3 separate regions of the Mus musculus genome follow, and regions 1 and 3 are each linked to region 2. Evidence: chromatin contacts called from public HiChIP or PLAC-seq and promoter capture Hi-C data. All regions are on one chromosome and are shown on one strand. Each heading gives the region's core, a stretch centred on a gene start, on an enhancer-like site or on the middle of the called end of the contact. The rest is flanking DNA. Distances are from core to core; before and after follow the strand shown. Region 1 holds the start of Vwa5b2 (von Willebrand factor A domain containing 5B2). Region 2 holds the start of Ranbp1 (RAN binding protein 1). Region 3 holds the start of Psmd2 (proteasome (prosome, macropain) 26S subunit, non-ATPase, 2).

The links. HiChIP or PLAC-seq counts read pairs in DNA pulled down with a chosen protein or histone mark. Capture Hi-C pulls out chosen DNA fragments and counts their contacts.
Region 1: a contact with region 2 is called in an H3K4me3 HiChIP or PLAC-seq map of stem cell-derived neural progenitor cells, with 4 times the contacts expected there. The contact joins the promoter of Vwa5b2 here to the promoter of Ranbp1 in region 2. A contact is called at or near these places in 4 of 39 promoter capture datasets (cranial neural crest, hippocampal neurons, liver and 1 more) and 2 of 115 datasets of contacts at active chromatin or transcription factors (large pre-B cells and stem cell-derived neural progenitor cells).
Region 3: a contact with region 2 is called in a promoter capture Hi-C map of adipose tissue, with 4 times the contacts expected there. The contact joins the promoter of Psmd2 here to the promoter of Ranbp1 in region 2. A contact is called at or near these places in 7 of 39 promoter capture datasets (the C10 cell line, cranial neural crest, frontonasal cranial neural crest and 4 more), 1 of 115 datasets of contacts at active chromatin or transcription factors (astrocytes) and 2 of 9 other capture datasets (adipose tissue and liver).

The regions. Positions count from the first base shown.
Region 1 is chr16:20,588,777-20,593,506 of GRCm38.p6, reverse strand. Vwa5b2 (von Willebrand factor A domain containing 5B2) reads right to left here and starts at 3,354. Exons shown (of 20, transcript NM_001384105.1): 1 at 2,609-3,354; 2 at 2,207-2,355; 3 at 1,957-2,127. The coding sequence starts at 2,345. It overlaps Gm35685 (predicted gene, 35685), which reads left to right and starts at 2,905. Exons shown (of 3, transcript NR_168482.1): 1 at 2,905-3,623; 2 at 4,207-4,249.
Region 2 is chr16:18,247,406-18,252,089 of GRCm38.p6, reverse strand. Ranbp1 (RAN binding protein 1) reads left to right here and starts at 3,396. Exons shown (of 6, transcript NM_011239.2): 1 at 3,396-3,542; 2 at 4,665-4,684. The coding sequence starts at 3,528. Trmt2a (TRM2 tRNA methyltransferase 2A) reads right to left here and starts at 3,207. Exons shown (of 12, transcript NM_001080999.2): 1 at 2,839-3,207; 2 at 2,057-2,604; 3 at 1,528-1,636; 4 at 1,089-1,270; 5 at 820-934; 6 at 616-731; 7 at 430-541. The coding sequence starts at 2,859.
Region 3 is chr16:20,648,338-20,652,932 of GRCm38.p6, reverse strand. It overlaps Psmd2 (proteasome (prosome, macropain) 26S subunit, non-ATPase, 2), which reads right to left and starts at 1,281. Exons shown (of 21, transcript NM_134101.2): 1 at 1,082-1,281; 2 at 633-689; 3 at 176-340. The coding sequence starts at 1,216.

The DNA of each region.
Region 1 (4,730 bases), core at 2,105-4,604, 2.3 Mb before region 2:
TTCACCTTTTCCAGAAATACTTGCTGAACAAGATAAAGGAAGAAAAAAGATCCAATAAGAAAAAAAAAAAAAATCCAGCACTTGGGAGGCAGAGGCACACAGACCAGCCTAGTCTACACAGAGAAACCCTGTTGTGTTTTATAAAAAGACCAGGATATGTTTTGTTGAGCCAGGTATGGTGAGGTGGGAGAGGTGCCTTGGCATCCCTTCTCCCTAAGGTACCAGCCATAGGATGGGTATAGTGTAGAATAGTTTATTTAGGGCATGGGAAGGGGAATTGAGGAGGGAGTAGAGTCAGAGAAAGACACACACACACACACACACACACACACAGAGAGAGAGAGAGAGAGAGAGAGAGAGAGAGAGAGAGAGAGATTGGTATGGTGGCTTTCAACTTTCCTAGTACTTGGGAGGCAGAGTCAGGCAGATCTCTGAGAGTTCAAGGCCAGACTGTCCTGCCAGTAAGAAGAACAGAGTCAGGTTTTGAGTCTCAGCTCTGTGACTTCTAATTGTGTCATTTGACAATCTTCTTGGGAGCCCTTCATTTCCTCATCCATAAAATGGAGAACATAATTATATCTGAAAGATTATGGTGATGAATAAATGAATAACTAATGCAAAGCACCCATTTAAGGAGCATGGCCACTGCTTTTGTTCCCAATAAGAGGTCGAAGGAGCCAGGCAGTGGTGGTGCATGCCTTTAATCCCAGCACTCGGGAGGCAGAGGCAGGCAGATTTCTGAGTTCGAGGCCAGCCTGGTCTACAAAGTGAGTTCCAGGACAGCCAGGGATACACAGAGAAACCCTGTCTTGGAAAACCGAACAAACAAACAAAAGAAGAGGTTGAAGGGGACAATGCATACTCTGTGCTCTCTGTATCTAGGACACACAGGTGTTGTGAGCTGAAACCCACTTGGAGTCCTGTGTATCCATCACAGTGTTTACACCATCACCCCTAATCTCCCTTCACCAATTCCCACTCTTCTAGTTAAATGCTAGTTCCTCTTTCTGGAACATTCCTGGGGCTAGAACCTAGACTTTATTCTTGCTTCTACCTGTCTGTTAGGCTTAATCCAACTCTCCACACCGTTGGATTCTTTCTTTTTTTTTTTTTCTTACCTGATAGTCGTATGAACAAGAATCAAATGCGTATATAAATAAATAAACAAATAAATAGGATGCAAACCACAGAGCACAGCACAGGGGTGGATTTCCATGCCCTCCAGTACTCACTGGATCCCTTTGTCCCAGGTTCTATGTTAAATGACCTAGAAATGACCAAAGTACAGCCCCAAGCTCAGGAGGCAATGTTTCGGGAGAGATAGACAAGCAGGTACAGTGACATTTATTCTCCCTCTTAAGTGCTCTGACTGGGGAACAAGGGGGGAGCACAGTCAATTATTCGTGGAGGATAAGGGAGAATTCCATAAGGAGAAAGCATTTGAGTAACTCTCAGAGAACAAGCACAAACACATTAGTTAGAGCCAGCGGATGGTAGAGCTGAGCAGTATAAATTGAGCTTTAGCTAGGAGTGAGAACCTGGGCTGTTAGACAGGACAGTGGATTTGATTCTGGAGCTAGTCCGTTCATAGGTTCACCGGAACTCATGTGTGTAGTCTAAGAGGCAAGGGACTGAGGAGGAGATAGCCTGCCTCAACCTAAAGAGACTATGGCTACCTGAACAGTAGAGGTCTTTGGTACCCTGTAAGCTACTTTGTGCCTATTGTGTCTGCCTGGCTGCGAAGGACAGACTCAGCCTGGGCCACATTCTTTCAGTACCAGGTTCAGGTTAGATGCCCAGTCCATGACTGCTGGATAAAGGGGTAACCAATGGATGGAAAATAAAATCAGCGTCTGGAAGAAGAAAGGAGGCTGGCGATGTTAGCGGAGGCACGAGGGTGCAAGAACCTGAGCTGGCATTCGAGGGCGCGGGCTCGGGCTCGGGCTCGGAGCTTACCCTGTGCGCAGCGGCGGGGTGTAGAGGTCCCTAGTCCCGGGCCCAGAGCGCGACAGCAGGCGGCCTGTGATCGGCGCCGGCTATGCAACTGGAAGGAGACGCGCCGTCCGGCCGCCTCGGCCTCGAAGCCAGATACCACCTCCGCCTCAGCCAGAGGGTACACGAACACGCCTGCGAGCAGGAACAGGCAGACCTGCTCTCGAACCCCACCTGGCATTTGCTACCTCCCCGCGCCCGCACCAGGTCTCACCTTCCACCGGCTGGGGCTGTGGGTTGTGGTAGGTAAGCCGGGCACGCAGGCTGAGGCAGGGTCCCTTGGCATAGGCCCGGACGCAGGAGTCGGTGAGCGGCAGCGGCGTCCAGCTGGTGGGGCAGTACAGGCCAGGCATGGTGCCCACCCTGCGTGAACAGGGGCTGGATGAGGGGCACCTCGCTCCAGCGTCATGAAAACTAGCTATGCCACCTGACCCTATCGGGTACCTGGGGACCTGGGGATGAAAGCTTGCAGAGGGAGCAAGGCTGAGTCGGGAGACCCCCCCACCCCCACCCCCACCCCCAAGCCGCAGCGTCCAAGCAGACAGGTGGCGGGGCAGATAACAAGAGGGGTGTGTGTGTGTGCAAGGATGGAAAGATGGGCATCCTCGCCCGTTACCTGGGTAGCAGGAGCAGGGAACAGCTCTCCGCAATGGGGGAATGGAGGGTTAATGGTTAACCCTCCAGTCCAGGCGTCCTCCAGTCCCGCTGCGGGTTGCGAGCCGGGGGCTTGGGGGGTGGTGCCCACAGCTGTTCCTGCACCTTCTCGGGGCCTCACCACCGCCCCCGTACCTGCCCCCTGCCTCCTGGCTCTCCACGGTTGCCAGCTGTCGGAAGTGGTGCTTCTGGAGAGATGGAAGATACTCTGGGTGGAAAGCAAAGGTTTAAAGGGCCAGCATTGCCCTAGGCGCCCCTAGCTCACAAGGGTCCCCAGGGACAGGGTGAGGTCGGGAGCTGAAAAGGCTGCAGTCTTTATCTCTCCTTGCCTTTCGTGACTGGAGTACTGAGAGAGGCTGTAGACCGTCTTGAAAGGTTGCAGTAGGAAGAACTAGAAAGGGACGGGAAAATGCGTCTCGGGAAGTCAGATGTGCAGAGGTGTCGCGGCAGCGGGAGTCCATGTCATCTGATCTAGAGCGGCTCTCCCCGCCCAGGCTGGCCTGAGACTAGGTAGCCACAGGGGATGCTACAGGGTGGGTCTTGGGATCGCCCCCTCCCTTTGGGCAGCCCAAGCCTCACCGTCACTTCTTGGTGGAGTTGTGGGGCGTCGCGACCAGACAAGAGTGGGTGATGCTTCCTCTGATGTCCAGACTGCCCCTTGTTCCTGCACCTGCGCGATCCACCTCGGAACTACCACTGAGATCCTGTGAGTCGGGAGAGGGGCGCCAGCCGGGCTGCTGGCTGGTAGTCCCGCCCGGGTTCCAAGAGGCCGCCCCTCCAGCCCGCCTCTGCCCCGCCCGCCACTGCGGAGGGGGCTGCGGCTCAGTTCCTTCGGGCACCGCACCGCCTCCGCGCGTCAGCTCAGGCCGGCAGAGCCAGGCAAGAGACCGCAGTGCAGAGAGCCAGTACCCCAGCCACTGCACGACCCCCACCAACGGCACAGTGAAGCTGAGCGCCCCCTCTCCATCCTTCTGGAGGTAAGGAGTTTCGTGAGCAAAACAGGGCGGCCGAGTCTGCAAACACATCCCCCCCTCTTCCCAACACTGCAGTGGCCCACCCACCACCACCCCGCCCTGGGTGGACTCCCGCTCACTGCAGTGACCCTCCCTCATCACCGCATCGGAAACCATTTAGGCCTCGCCCCCCACAAGAAGCAAATAGGTTATTGCAGAAACCTCCCCTTTCGCGGCATGTGCCTTCGTTTGTGTGCTCACCAAAGCGGTTGCCCTCAATCCAGTCTCCCCATCACTGCAGCGGCGTTCCCACCCGGAAGCACCCTGGGCTCCTTCACTGCAGTGTTGTTATACCCTTCCTTTTCTGGGAGTGGGGAGGATGCGCAGGACGGCTTCCTTGCACGAGGGCCTCCAGAGTAAAGCCTTCTAGCTTTCCCAAGGGTGCGGGGCTGCTCCTGTCACAGCAGTGGTCCCCGCCTCCCATTCGTCAGCCTAGCACCTAAGGTGGGGGCATTCTTGCTCAGAAAAACAGGCTCCTTGAAATTGGCAGGATTTTCGCGTGTTTCTCACTGCAAAACATTAGGAAGATCTGTAAAATCTCCTCTAGGATCTTGAGGGAAGAGTCTGGGAACCCCGGGAAGTGAGCGAAGGTAAGTATATTTGGGGTCACCCTTACAAGCACTCCTAAAGATGCCCTATTCCAATTCTGCAAAAAGAAGTTAAGGAGTGCTGTAGGTGGGAGCAGTCAGAACTGTGAGATTGAGGTAAGAGAGTTTTTGTTTGTTTTACATATAGACACCCAATAACTCACACCATTTGTTAAAATTACTATTTGGAGCCATGCAGTGGTGGTGCAGGAGAACTACACAGAGTTGGAAAAAAGCAAAACAAACAAATACAAACACACACACACACACACACACACACATACACACACACAATTAGGGATGGCTCAGTGGGTAAGGGTAAAAAGCACTTTGCTGACAAACCTGATAACCAGAGTTTAATTCCTGGGATCCACGTGGTGGAAAGAGAGTATTGACTCTCACAGGTACACGTGTGCTTTGCCTACATGAATGCACATAAATGACATGCACACCTGCTGAAAGACACCAGAAGAGGACAGCAGAT
Region 2 (4,684 bases), core at 2,147-4,646:
GCTAGAGTCCCACATTGCTCTGCTCCCATTCTTTCTATATACCAGTGATCTCACCCAGTCTCTTAAAAACCAAGTCCTTACAACAGACTCCCATCAATGGGGAGTTTTGCTCCCTGACTTCACAACTTCTCCCAGGGCAACTCAGAGTGATTGCATGCCTCATGCTAGAGACCTTGGACTCTCTCCACCCTCTATCTCCATAGGGTTTTTTCAACAGTGAAAGTGATTGATCCTGTTCTGGGTTCCACAGAGTGCAATAAGGCTGTGCATTTCACTGGCTAACTGCAAAGAGGCCAATCACTAGCAAATATCCCTTGTTATCATATACCTTATTCTGGGGCCCCCAGTACCTGAGTGTGTTCTATAAATCTTTGATGCTAGTTACTGGCTTCCCTCCCTCTGTGTTTATGCTCACAAGGGGTATGCTACCTGGAAGAATGCATGAGGGGAGATGCGGAAGGTCAGCCCTAGCAGGTCTTCCTGAATGCACTGGTCGCCAGCCATATGCTCCAGGGGCAGGCCTTCCTGGCTGGGAGTCTTTCTATACAAGAGAAAACAAATCTGTCAGGGTCACTGGTCTGTCTGGCCCCTCCTGCCTCCACCTGGGCTCCTCACCTCTGTCCCTCCTCCACAAAGTAGAGGGAGGTCACCCCACTGGCCTTGCCTGGCCCCTCCATGAAGTGGCACACCAGGGAGGCCTTTAGTCCTGCCACCTCCTCAGAGCTCAGTTTCTGTAGTAGATGATATAAAACTCCCATCAGGCTATGCAAAAGCCAACCTATACCAGACACATCCCCCAACAGGACCACCACCTGAGACCTGGGGATGGAAGTAGGCAATGGCCATGGCCTGGCCTCGGCTGCTGGTACGAACAGTCAGTTGCTTCCAGTGGCCTGTATATGTCTCAGGGTCATATGCCGAGTATGGTGTGGAACTGAAGAAACCACAAATATACTCAGTGTGTGCCCATCTGTCCTGGTACCTTGTCCCCTTACCCCACATCCACAACTGCCAGTGCAGGGGCCACCCCCCTTGTCCCAGATGGATCAGGGACTTCCCAGAAGCCCAGCCCCAGGCAAGGTCCCCACCGGATGAATTCCTGGAAGGCCTTCACCACCTGCTTAGTGGCCTCTGGAATGTGCACAGTGTCAAAGGGAGCTGCCACAGCACATGTTCCACCCTTGTACTTGCCAAGCCGGCAGCCAACTGTGTTGTCCTTGCCGTCTACCCCAACTCCGACCAGGAATTCACATTTATTACGATATTCAGTCTGTAGGAGTGTAGTAAAGAGTCAGATCTCAACCTTGATTACCCAGCACTGGAAGAAGAAATACCATAGTGAACAAAAGACCCAGATTTGCCCAAGGGGTAACAGAACAAGATTTTACTGCTGGCTTATCAAACATTGGGAAGAAATGAAAAGCAAGAAAAATATCAAAGAGCATATGCATAATAAAATTGACATGAACAAGGGCCAGCCTCCCAAGCCCCCCCATCCCCATACACACAGAATGGGATTTCTCTGACCTGCTGGGGTGATGGCTTGACCCCCTCCAGGGGGCAACAAGCTTTATTGTGCTGTTGTCTCTGTAAAAGCAGCCAGGGTAGCAGGGCACGATTAGTGTTCCCAATTTCTCTGCAGGATGAAATACATCATGGTTGGATTTAACACTGTTCCCCATCCATACTGGGCAATTCATTTGCGACCTCACTATCCCTCTGTTGTGGGCCTTATGAGTTCTTTCGTTGACCACTTCAGACTGGTGGTTCTCAACCTTCCTAATGGTGCCTGTGATCCTGTAATCATGTTGTGATCCCCGACCATAACATTTTTTAATTTTGTAGTTGTAATCTGCTAATGTTGTGAATCATGATGTAAATGTGTTTTCTGATGGTCTTAGGCAACCCCTCTGAAAGTCTGGTGACCCACTGGTTCCCACCAATGGTACAGAACCATTGACATAAACTCTGTGTGTATCTTGAATTGCTTACATGGCTAATGGACCAGGCCAAGAGCAAAACCCAGCTCTGCTTGGGATGTCAGCACCACACTCACTTGGCCAGTTTCTGTAGCACCCGCTCACATTCCAGTCGCTTCTGCTCCAGCTGCTCAGTGTAGGGCACTGTCCACAGAGGGGTCACCACATCGGCAATTTGTGTTACTGATGGCTCACTATCACCTTCTTGCCGCCTCTTCCTAGCCATGGGGTCAGCCTTGGGTCGGGCCAGGCGTACGCTGAGCGGACAGCCTTTCCAGAGAGCACCGTGCAGCACTCGCAAGGCCTTGTCTCGTTCAGCAGCGCTTCGGAATGTTACAAAGGCACATGGTGGCTGTCCAAAGAGTTTGATTTTGTGGGACTGTAGACCAAAACGGCCTAGAAAACGCCGGACGTCACTGAAGCTGGCGTGGCGAGGTACATTTTGGAGCTCCAGTTTAAAGATTTCTGATGTGAACAAGTCATCCCTTATGTAGCTGTAGAGCCCAGGCTGCGTTCCAGGCCCTGCAGCTGGCCCAGGCCCTGCTTCCTCTTTTTGACATAGTGGGGCCGCAGAGCTGGGTACAGCACTGGCATCCTGGCCGCAGTCCTCCATGGGCTCCGGAACCTACGTGGGAACAGACGGGCCTGGCTGAAGGCTCTAATTGGTATGACTCGCTCCCCCAAACCGCTGACAGATCTCCATTAGTGCACACTCCACGAAGCCCTGGAGAAACCCGTTCTTTTACTCTCGAGACCCAATTCTCCCCCATCCTATCTTTGATCCGACAGTAATGACTGCTGCCCCAACCCACCTCCGCCCACCCCGTCCACATCTCCTGCACGTCTCCCTTTGCTTTACTTCCGCGGCCGGCTCACTCATCTCCTGGCTCGTCTGTTGCCCGGACCAGGGTGCTCACGAGGACCACCGGCTCGGCCTCCCACCCAACAAGGGCGCAGATACGAGGTACGCCGCCGTGAAGGTAGACCGCAGCTCCACACAGGGACTCAAAACTCGGGTGCTCAGAGCTGGGACTGAGGTTTGCGGATGCACTGTCCCCAAGGGCCACACGCTGCGCCTGCCTTCGGCTGGCCAGCGCACACTAGCTGCGTCTCCTCTCTCTAAGGGCTTGGTTCCGATGACGTCACCGCCGCGCGCCGAGTCCCGACTGATCCTTCCAGCAGCCGCTCACGCCAGCGTCGGAGGCACTCAGCCTGCAGGCGGAAGTGCGCGCGTGGGTCGCCGGGAGAGCGCGCTCCCCGGGCTGAGGCGCGGCCGGGCATGCGCCGCGGGCGTTTTGGCGGGAAGCGCGGGGCGGGCCGGACAATGAATGTCCGCTGTCGGAGCCAATAAAGCTACACTGGTTTTGAATCACTGCGCGTTTCCCGCCGCTGGGGTCAGGGGTCAGGGTTCGGGTCGGGGGGCGGAGGGAAGAGCGGACGGGCGGGAGCGCCGGCGCCAGACGCGGAGGAAAGGAGCTGCGACTAGCCGCCCAGAGGCCGCCGAGCCAGCGACGCCTGAGCTAGTCGAGCCACCGTCGCCGCGCCCCCATGGCGGCCGCCAAGGTACAGCGAGGCCCGGGTGGGGCAGGGCAGCCGGAGAGGCAAGGGCCGCTATGGGCGGCCACGTGGGCGGCCCGCGCCTCGGCCTCCAACCCTCGCTGGCTTGCGGGTTCGGGGCCTGTCGAGGCGCCTGGGCCTGGGGTGCTCGAGGTCTTTGGGGGTCCGCGAGTGGGAGCTGCTGGCCAAGACTCCGATCTCGGGGTCTACAGGGCGGCGCGTGACCTTGTGGTCTGCGGATGAACAGCCATGCCCAAACTGGGCTCCCGGCTTCACCTGGGGACCTGGAGGTGGCCGATCTCCTCCGTCGTGGCCCACTTGTGATCTTCCCATTAGGGGCGGCAATCCTCCTTCCAGTTGCACGCAGACCCCTTCATTCATTAGGACATTGCGCCTTCGGTGGGGAAAGCTCGCGTCCCAGCGCAGGGTACAGATATTAGACGCGCGGACTCTGGGCGGGGGCGGCTTTGTTGGTGGCTCGTGTGTCGGCCGCAGCTTAGCCGCAGTGCTGAGAAACCGAACGAAAGGTTTCTGTTTCTTTATCCTGTTGAGTTAGGTAGTGAGTCTGGGATTTCTCTATATTATCAAAGCACGTGATCTTGTCAGATTTAAACATGCATGTCCTTGTAATTCTCCAAGTTGAGTCAGAATCTTAGAGCTTATTTGTCATACTTTTCCTAGCTTCTTTCGGCTTAAAATTTCAAGCTTGGGTATTATTGCTGGAGGGATTGTAAACTAACAAGTGCTTGGATAACCCTCAGTAAAAACTGTTACGGCTGCTCTTCCTTTTGAGTATATCATGTTCTTTTTCATGGTGGGTATTTTTTTTTTTAACAGAAGAGGAAGTTTCTCCCAAGCTACTTTGCCAAGGACTTGGGTGTGTGTAACCCATTGATGTTTGAGTGTGTAGGAGTGTCAAAATACACAGTCTTGTTTCATGATATCCTGTGATTTTTTTTTTTTTTTTTGTGATGCTGGTTGTAAATACAATCAGATGATGTGAAAGATAAAACCAAAGGCTTAATTTCCAATTTGGGGAGGCATTTTCCAGATGCCATTTGTGATTGATGATGCCCATTGTGGACCGAGTCCACCAGCCAGCAACATCACTCTACCTTCTCTACACAGGACAGTCACGAGGACCATGA
Region 3 (4,595 bases), core at 32-2,531, 2.4 Mb before region 2:
ATATAATGAAGCAGAAACTTCTAAGGAGCTGAGAAGCATTCTCAGGCTTTCCACTGGAGAATCAGTCTCACTGTGATGAACTTTCCAGCTAGATGGGGTCCACTAGGCTTTCAGTGACTTAGCATTAAAAAAGGAATTATTCAACTGGACAGGTCCCAGCCATATTCTGAATTACCTTATTCTCCCCAGGGGCCATGTTCTCATAGATTTCCTTCAATTTGCCATAGTGTGGACGCAGAAATTTGAGAGGCTTGGGTACTGAAGTCATGGAAGTTGTAGAAGAACGAATTTGTCTTCTCAGTTCCTCCAGAGCTGGTCGATATAGAGATGTATCTTTCTCCTAATAGGGGATGTTAATGCTCAGACCAAAAGGAGTCACATTTCTCCACATCACGACCCATACATACTTAACCAATGCTTTGGTCAAAGACATAACTGGCTCCTATTTCATGATGCCTCAACCCCTGTAAATGACCTGAGACCCATGACCCCATTTAAATACCCTTTGTAACTCTTCCCTCAAATTATCGTAATATCTAATATGTGGTATCTAATTGTTGCCTCAAAATGAAATAGAGTAAACAAATGAGAAACATCAACTATACTCCCCCTGTAGTAACATCTTGACTCACCCCGAGTCGCTCCACGAGCATCTCCAGTTCATCTTGAAGCTGTTTGTCCTCCTCAGACTGGAGGGTTAGGGGAAGAAGCTCATCAAAAGTGGGGACCCGAATCACATTCTCCTCCCACTTACCCCGGGACAGGTGAAGAGTGTGAATGTCTATGGACAAGAAGAGGGCGTGGGATAGGGAAGCAGCCCTATAGGAAAGGCTGTCTACCTTAGGAACCAGGCAGACTCTGCTTGGAAGCCATTCTAGGAAATAACCAAAGAACCGCGATGTGATGGTGAGGGCCTCAGGGAGTGACAGTGCGTAATGGGGCGGGCAGGGTATAAAGAAAGGGTCGCCCCATCCTGAGTCTCCCCGGTGCGGTGGGCAGTACGGAGTCGGGCCCGAGGCCTTCGAGCCAGCAGTGACTCAGCCCAAGGCCTCCTCCTCGGGCTCCCCAGGCTGCGCCTCACCAGCTCCTGCTCTTTGTCTTTTTCCCCGGCATCCCTTCGCTCCTTGCCACTCGACTTCTCGTCCGCGCCGCTGGGGGTTGTCGCGGAGGGCTGTTGGGACTGCACGGGTGTCTTGTCTCGTCCACCCTCCTCCATCTCCGCCACTACTGCCGGCCTGCTGCGCGCGCACCTGCTCGCACCGCCCCTTTTCCCAGAAGGCCACGCGCGTTGTCCTCCAGACCGGAAGCGCCCTGCGGATCCCGAGTCCCGCCCTCTGGAGCAGGACGGGAATTACTGTTCCGGCTTCCAGCCCGAACGGCTACTGTTGAGTTAGGGTGTCTCTGTGCGTGCAAGGGTGGTCTGACTGCAGAGATGCCTAGCTCTCCGATCCTGTAGCTTCACCACAACTGGATGCATGGTACGATGAGAAGGTCATCCTGAAGACAGGACGTCCATACATGTTCATGCTTGCTTTAGTCCTCTGTAGGAGATTTCTATGAGCTCAAAACTCTTCAAGTCTTGACCGAGTCTGTGTGACTTCGGTGTAATTATGCCACTACTACTGTGGAATAGTAACCGCAAACCATTTCCCCCAAAGTGAAGATGAAATTTACTTATTTATTATCCCAGGTTAGCCTCGAACTTACTTTCTAGCAGAGAATAACTTCATTACAGACATGAGCTGCTGATGCGTGTAGATCTTGGATTCTAGGCATAACCATCCATTTCCACTGCCAATGACTTCTTCAGCCTTTGGAGAGAGATTGAACAGCCCATTGCTGCTCTGCCTGTTCTATAGCCGTATAGTCCTCTGTAGGAAATGTCTACCGGTTTCTGTTTCTATGACTTCTATCACAGATAAGAATACATACATACGTACATACATGCATACATATATCAGGCACATACCATATGTATGGTATATAAATATTTAGTATGTATATTTCATGTATACATATGTGTGTATATGTATATATGTGTGTATATGTATATATATATATATATATAATCAACAGTCACATACCAATTAGTATGTTGGAGATGAATTGGAAATTGTGCCCTAAAAGGTTTATCAAGAAGCTGATGAGTCCAGATGAAGAGGATATGAAAAGCTGTTGGGATATATTTCAAGTTATTTTGTAGGAATACATTGTTTTGAAATAAAAACTTGGAAAAATGTGGGAAACTCAAACTTTCAAAACATGATATTAGAAACAAATCCTGCCATGCACCAGCAGTGTGGTTTTGGTAAGCTACCTAAATTAAGTCTGTTTTCTGCCTATGTGAAGTACAAAAAGTTTCTCTTGTAAGAACACTTAAAGAATGAAATGAGCTGGGCAGTGGTGGCGCACACCTATAATCCCAGCACTTGGGAGGCAGAGGCAGGCAGATTTCTGAGTCCAGCCTGGTCTACAGAGTGAGTTCCAGGACACAGAAAAACCCTGTCTCAAAAAAAAACAAAAAAAAAAAAAAAAGAAAAGAAAGAAAGACAGACAGAAAGAAAGAAATGAGCCAGGCATCGTGGCCCATACTTTCAATCCCAATATTTGGGATTAAATAAGGAGGCAAAGGCAGGTGGATCTCTGTGTGTTCAAGGCTAGCCTGGTCTACAGAGTGAGTTCTAAGCAAGCCAGGAACTACACAATGAGACCCTGTTGAAAGTTTTAATAGTGTCTAACTTTTTACACCACTTGGGGTGATAATGCTCCCCTCAAGAGCCAACGACTAACACAATCTCAGGGCCAGGCATAGAAAACCTTCCTCAGAGTTGTTGGTCAGGAGGGTCCGAGAGACTCCTAAAACAATATAAGCTATTGCTGTTGTCCTTGGTTGCCTACCAGAACTTGAAGGTAAGGCTTTGTTGCTAAGGAATTGAGTGGAACTGACCTGGAGGCCTCTTCCCTGAGGTCTGGCTCTCACAATGTCTTAAGGCGCTCTGTAAGCTGCCAAAGAGAAGAGCAATCAATAGTCCTAGCCAGCTGTAAATCGTATAAATCAGAATGACCAGCTCAGTGTAACACTCCCAAAGCTGCAACAACGTCACTTTATTTTGAGGGTAACCAACAACCACCTAATTGGACTTGAGTCCTGCTCAGCAGGAGGGAATTCCTGCTAAGTACTATAAATCTAGCCAACTAAGATTGCCATTAAAGCTACATAATGATATTGGGTCAGTCGCTATTTTTTGTATGTGATATTTTCCCAAAAGACAAGTGTTTTGTGGAGATTTTTACTGTTAACTTTAGAAATGACAGCAGACAATATATTCACTGATAACCAGGTAGGGATTATATTATGACCCTACCATTTATAATTTGATCATCCTACACGTTTCACATTTCTGAATATCCTCCAAGTTGGTATTCCATCTGTAAGGAATACCCTTCAGTTTTCAGTTGGTAAATCCTAGCATCCTCTGAGCTCCAGTTCAGTCTCACCTTCTAGGATACTTTTCCTTTCTTGCCTCTCAGATTATGTATGTCTTTCCTGAGCTCCTGCTATAATTGACACACGTATCTCCCGCCTTGTACTTTAAGCTCCAGATGGTCAGGGAACTGTATTTGATTAATCTTCGTGCCCCTAGAACCAAGTTAGTGCCTGGTTTGAGGCAGGCCTTAACAAATACATAAGAAATGACTGAATGTCTTTGCATTGGTCCTTAGGTCATCTTTGTACATAATGAGACTTTGGGGTTTCTCTCTGGAGCCCAGAGCTATAAATTAGAAAACTGTCAGGAGAACCATGATAGGCCCTTTGAAAGTGTGCTTTTTTTTGGGTTTTTTTGTTTTGTTTGTTTTTGTTTTTTGTTTTTCGAGACAGGGTTTCTCTGTATAGCCCTGGCTGTCCTGGAACTCACTTTTGTAAACCAGGCTGGCCTCAAACTCAGAAATCCGCCTGCCTCTGCCTCCCGAGTGCTGGGATTAAAGGCATGTGCCACCATGCCCGGCTCAAAAGTGTGCTTATTTTTATGAAGTATTCTCTTTTAGCCTGATAGTTCTAGAGTTTTACCAAGGGTAAGATCATGTTTCTTGGCAGGCTTTTTTACTTTGGATGAGAATAAATTACCCAGTGGGATAGCATAGATGCCCTAGTATTGTTCATTTTCTCTTCTGCCTCAACACAACAGAATATATAACACAAGGCTGTTAAGGGTAAAGGTGACATATACCTGAGGTTCACCTTGCCTTACTTATTTTTTTAATTAATTTATATATTATATGTAAGTACACTGTAGCTGTCTTCAGACACTCCAGAAGAGGGTGTTAGAATTGTGTTGCATAGAAAAACACCTGTTGCTGGTGATGGTCCCACACAGAGTGATGAATCTGACTGGCAGACAGATGTCTGCATTTGACTTAGGAGATTGTTGGTGATTAGGAGCCCCTGAGTCCCAAACATGTCTTGGTACAGTCTGTCTTGTCTGATATTGAAGGTCCTGGAATCTTTTCCCATTTTCTCCACTCATAAAACAGAGACGGTGAGCTGGGCATGGTGGTGCACACCTTTAATCCCAGCACTCGGGAGGCAGAGGCAG